Regions from separate parts of the Macaca mulatta genome. Here region 2 is linked to region 1. Evidence: chromatin contacts called from public Hi-C data. All regions are on one chromosome and are shown on one strand. The core of a region is the stretch at or near the end of the contact, and the rest is flanking DNA. Distances in the headings are between cores, read along the strand shown.

Region 1 (2,823 bases), core at 4-2,503:
GTCTTTTCCTCTCTTATTTGGGGCATTGCAGGCCACCTATATTTGCTAAAGGAACTCTTACACAAAGCTTCGATAATTCTAGCACAGGGCAAGAAATAGAGCCTAAGGAACAAACCATCTATTTTCTCTCCACTCGGTAAAAAAATTATCTCTGGGAAATGAAATAGCCCAAGTCTGGCAGTTCCATGTTCTTCTTCTTCTTTTTGTTTTTTTAGAGACGGTTTTGCTTTCTTACCCAGGCTGGAGTGCAGTGGCACAATCATGGCTCACCGTAGCCTCGAACTCCTGGGCTCAAGAGATCCTCCCACCTCAGCCTCCAGAGTATCTAGGACTGGAGGTGCACACTACCATGCCTGACTAAGTTTTAATTTTATGTGGAGACTGGGTCTCTTTATGTTTCTCAGGCTGGTCTCAAACTCCTGGCCTCAAGACATTCTTCCACCCTAGCCTCTCAAAGTGCTGAGATTATAGGCATGAACCACTGCCCCTGGTCCATGTTCTTTTTTTTTTTTTTTTTTTTTTTGAGATGGAGTCTTGCTCTGTCGCCCGGGCTGGAGTGCAGTGGCCGAATCTCAGCTCACTGCAAGCTCCGCCTCCCAGGTTTACGCCTTTCTCCTGCCTCAGCCTCCTGAGTAGCTGGGACTACAGGCGCCCGCCACCTCGCCCGGCTAGTTTTTTGTATTTTTTAGTAGAGACGGGGTTTCACCGTGTTAGCCAGGATGGTCTCGATCTCCTGACCTCGTGATCCGCCCGTCTCGGCCTCCCAAAGTGCTGGGATTACAGGCTTGAGCCACCGCGCCCGGCCCCATGTTCTTCTTATATTGCTTTTTAAATTACTTCTTTTTGCAGATAGAGAAAGGCTTGTTAACTGGCCTCATGACTCAGCCTGCCAGGCACAATTCTCCATCGCCCCCGGCACAGTTGTATTTTTATGTTTGTTTTGTTTTTTTCCATAAATGATACACAGTATGTGTCCAACGATTTGCTTTTTGCGCTTTTAATCCAGTTATGTGTCTTGGAGATCATTTCATTTTATATTTCTAGAACTACTCGTTTTCTTAAATAGAGAATGGATGTGCAGAGGCTTTTTAGCCATTCTCCTGGTTCCTGAATACTTAGGTTGTTCCCAACAATGCATGATCCTAAGTGGTGTTGCATAAACATCTCATACTTCCCTGTGCATGTGGGAGTGTCTCTTTAGAATAAGTGCTGGGCATTGGAATCGCTGAGTCATAGGATGTGCACATTTTTCACTTTAATAGATGCTGGCGAGTTGCCCTCCAGAGTGGCCCTACAAATCCGCACTCCCACCAGCAGTGGAATGAGAGCACATATTTCCTCACGTCCTGCCAGCCTTTCATATTAGCAAGCTGTTTTTGAGCATCTCACTGGAGGAAAATGCTGTCTCATTGTTTCAGTGTGCACTCTTCCCATTCCTGGGGGAGGCTGAGCATCTTTCCATGATTACGCTGTTTGTGTTTCCTCTTTTGTGTCCAAGGTCTTTGTATCCTTATGTCACCACCAGTGTTCTGAAGTCTACCCTTGGCTCTTCCCCACAGCAATCCTGTCCTCCAGACCCAAACTGCATTGCCTCTACAGTCACGGGGATGCCTCTGCCAAACATGGTATACGCTTGCCATCTGCCCTGGGGACTGAGAAAAGCCTCCTGGTGGCAGGGGAAATCTCTGCTGTCCCTCCCTTACTAATGTCAGGGGACTTCAGACCTGCACAGAGGGTGTGTCCTTTACCTCACTTGTCACATGGCAGCTGGGACTTGCATGACCCCAGACTCTTTCTGCTTCAGCACTCAATGACCCCCCAAACTACACTGACCTCCAGCCCAAACTGAAGGGATCCTTGGTGTCTGTTGACTTTTATTGAGATGAAATGAATCATTTTAATAATTTTAAAATGTACCATTCAGTGGCTGGACTTTTATTGAGATAAAATGAATCATTGTAATCATTTAAAATGTACAATTCAGTGCTTTTACTGTATTCGCAAAGATGTGCAGATATCACTGCTAATTCCAGATCATTTCCATCTCCCCTAAACGAAACGTCTTACCAGCAGTCGCAGTCACTCCCAATTCTCCCCTCCCCAATCCCTGGCAAACACTAATCTAGCTTCTGTCTCAATGGATTTGCCTATTTGTGACATTTCATATAAATGGAATCATATTAATATAAAACGTGACCGTTTGCATCTGGTTTATTTCATGTAGCATAATGTCTTCAAGGTTCATCTATGTTGTAGCTTATATCAGTCCGTTCCTTTTTATGGCTGAATGACATTCCATTGTACAGATATATACCTTGTTTTGTTTATCCACTCGTTAGTGCTGTTGCCACTTCATATTTTCTTATTTTTATTTATTTGTTTTTTTGAGGTAGGGTCTTTCTCTGTCACCCAGGCTGGAGTGCAGTGGTGTGATCTCAGCTCACTGCAACCTCCACCTCCCAGGCTCAAGTCATCCTCCCACCTCATCCTCCCGAGTAGCTGGGACTACAGGAGTGCACCACCATGCCCAGCTAATTTTATTTTATTTTATTTTTGTAGAGATAGGGTTTCATTGTCCAAGCTTGTTTTGTTGCCCAAGCTTGTTCCACTTTTTGGCTATTATGAATAATGCTGTTGTCAACATTCATGTACAAGGTTTTTTTTTTTTTTTTTTTTTTTTTTTTGAGACGGTGTCTCGCTGTGTCGCCCAGGCTGGAGTGCAGTGGCGCGATCTCGGCTCACTGCAAGCTCCACCTCCCGGATTCACGCCATTCTCCCGCCTCAGCCTCCGAGTAGCTGGGACTACAGGCACCCGCCACCACG
Region 2 (2,700 bases), core at 77-2,576, 43 kb before region 1:
TGTTATTGTTTTCTATTTCCCTTTTTATGCATGCACAAGAGTGAACTATGATAGAAATTGGTATGTATATAAATCTGTATTTTCAATACATGTAAAGCAAAAATGCTAAATGGTAAGGAAAGCATTTGTCACAGATAATTTGCAACCTTTTTTTTTGAAACAGGGTCTTGCTTGTTGCCCAGGCCAGAGTGCAGTGGCCTGATCTCGGCTCACTGCAACCGCTGGCTCCCAGGTTCAAGCGATTCTCTTGTCTCGGCCTCCCCAGTAGCTGGGATTACAAGTGCCCGCCACCACACCCGGCTAATTTTTGTATTCTTAGTAGAGACAGAGGTTTCGCCATGTTGGCCCGGCTGGTCTCGAACTCCTGAGCTCAGGTGATCTGCCTGACTCGGCCTCCCAAAGTGCTAGGATTACAGGTGTGAGCCACTGCGCCCCGCCATATAACCTTTTTTCTTAGTGGAACATAAAATAATGGTGAATTTTCCAACTGATAGAGTCCAGGAAACGGATAATAGTGAGCAGAGGGGAAATAACTACTGGAATACCAAGAAGGAAAAATCAGCTGGACTTGGCAGATAACTGGGGGAGAGGTAAAGGTGAAGGGGAGGCAATCTAGGATGGTTTCCAGGTTTCTGGTCTGGGCTACTGAGTCGATGTGGTAACCTGGACTGGAGCAGATTTGGGAGGGAGTTCAATTTAGGAAGGCTATGTTGAAAGAAACTGAGGAACGAAAGTTTCATGCTTGCTTTGGTGGGACTGAACCCCGCATCTGCTATCTGGCACCGGGAGCTTGTGGCTGTGTCTCGAAGCTCCCGCACCCTCAGAGCGTTAGTCAGAGGCGGGGCGGTAGGGGCGGAGCGAGGGCCAGGGCTGGGCACCAGGGCTGGGCACCAGGGCTGGGCGCGCCCCAGGGAGCCACCGCCTCCCGCGGAACGCGCGAGTCCGGGCACGGGGCGGGGCAGGGGCGGACACGGTCTTCAGTAACTGCCCAGCGATTGGTTGGGAGGCACCACAAACGCCTAATGAACTGCTGAAGCGCCCTCCGAAGGCACAGACCTCACCTCCACCCCGCCCCGTCCCTCCGCCAGACTGGAGCGCAAGCTATGGTTGCATTGATCACCGAAGGCTCCTCACAGCAACCGCTCCTTTCCGGAGTCGGATGAGAGGAGACTTGTGACTGGCAATTGGCAGGGGCGGGGCGGGCTAGGCCTGTAGCGCTGGGCGACCGTCCTGGGCATGGATTGGGCCACGGGGTTGTCACCGTTATCCGGGAGGCGTGGTCAGCGCTAATAAAGGCGGGGGCCGGCGCGGCAGCTGCAGTAAGTTCCACCGCAGCTAGACCTCGGAGTGGTCGGCGCCAGGCGGAGCTCGTCAGTTCCGTCCACTTCAGCTGCAGCGTCCCCCGCCGGGTGTCTCGCCGCAGCCTCGGGAGAGGAACAGACCCTCACTCTCTCTGTCAGAAAAATGTGAGTTGACTCTGGTGTGGGAGGCTCGGCACCTCCTTGACAACTCTCACTCCAAGCTCCCGACTCTGCGGGACGGAAAATGGCGCATTGCAGCAGCTGCAGCAACGCGGGGAGTCACCACCGCGCGCCGCCTCCGGACCGGGCCACCCCCAGGGAGGGGGGCTAGCACCCCATTCTCGCACCAGCCACAGCTAGCACCCCACGGGCAGTGCAGGGGCACAGGGGTCCCGCAATCACTGCACCCTCTCCTGTCGTCTGAGTGGCGCCTCATTCTGGTTTTAGTATAGTGGAGACTCGGAGAGGGCGGGGGCTGGGGGTGGTGGATGGGGACAACTGGGCAAGGGACTCGAAAGGCATTTCTGTCATCTGGCTAAATAACTGCTTAGCGCTTCAGGAAAGACAGTCATGGGTGCAACTGCCAGTTGTTAACTTGGGTTGCCCTACAATCTCTGGATTTGTTTACCCCTCACCCAAAGTGTGATGTCTAGCCCCCCTCATGGCAGTGAGCAAAGTTCCAGAAACTTATCTGCCAGTTCTCTGGCACCAGGTGAGCAGCTCAGAAAGACTCAAGGGGTAGTGGGATAGTGGCCTGTCATCCCAAGCGGCTGTTCATGCCGAGGCCGCTCGTATAAGAGACGTTTTTCTATCACCGAGTCTTATCAAATATTTGGAGGAGAAATAGGGAGAGCGGAGCTTCCTCCTTTCCTCCAACACACACAGTTTAGTCTCCAGCAATCTTCAACATCACCCCCTTCACAAGATCCTGTGGGAAAACTACGGCTAAACAAATGAAGTACTTCTCTTTCAAGACCTCAATATGTCTAATACAGATTTTTTCTTTCTGATTCCTACCCTGGCCTGGTCCTAGATGTATTTATGTTGCTTCTATAAGTGACAAAAAAGGGAAAGATTTACTTGTGTTACATAAGGGTTGTAATTATCCCTAGATATTTTACTGCTGAATGTTTCCAACTCCCAACAAGTAGTAAGTGAAATTGGCCTTGCAAATACTTCATAGCCATTTCACTTTTTCTTTTGATTACTATGGTTTTAACCAGATATGAGTGTTCTATGCATTTTGGGCAAGCCGTAGAATTCCAGTTGTTTTCATTTTGGGGCGGGGGCCTCCAGATGGTATCCACGTGGGATGAACAGAAGGCAACGGAGAAATCCTGGTGGCTAGCGGGGCATCACGAGGTCTCTGACCTTAATCTTGTCATTGGTGCCACCATCC

The links. Hi-C and Micro-C count contacts between places; a contact is called where the count stands out from the background.
Region 2: a Hi-C map of cortical neurons shows a contact between it and region 1, with 2.5 times the contacts expected there. The contact joins the promoter of VAMP1 here to the enhancer-like site in region 1. A contact is called at or near these places in 5 of 14 Hi-C or Micro-C datasets (CD4 T cells, blood, cortical neurons and 2 more).

What each region holds. Positions count from the first base shown.
Region 1 is chr11:7,381,976-7,384,798 of T2T-MMU8v2.0, reverse strand. No RefSeq gene overlaps it. Among named protein-coding and RNA genes, the nearest start is that of CD27, 15 kb to the left of the region's middle. Within about 2 kb of position 1,253, at least 8 of the 40 cell types and tissues checked have an H3K27ac peak or open chromatin away from gene starts, as enhancers often do. A contact at or near this core is called in cortical neurons, where this site is marked.
Region 2 is chr11:7,425,078-7,427,777 of T2T-MMU8v2.0, reverse strand. It overlaps VAMP1 (vesicle associated membrane protein 1), which reads left to right and starts at 1,326. Exons shown (of 5, transcript NM_001261331.1): 1 at 1,326-1,466. The coding sequence starts at 1,465. LOC144332754 (a long non-coding RNA gene) reads right to left here. Exons shown (of 2, transcript XR_013400815.1): 2 at 58-1,531.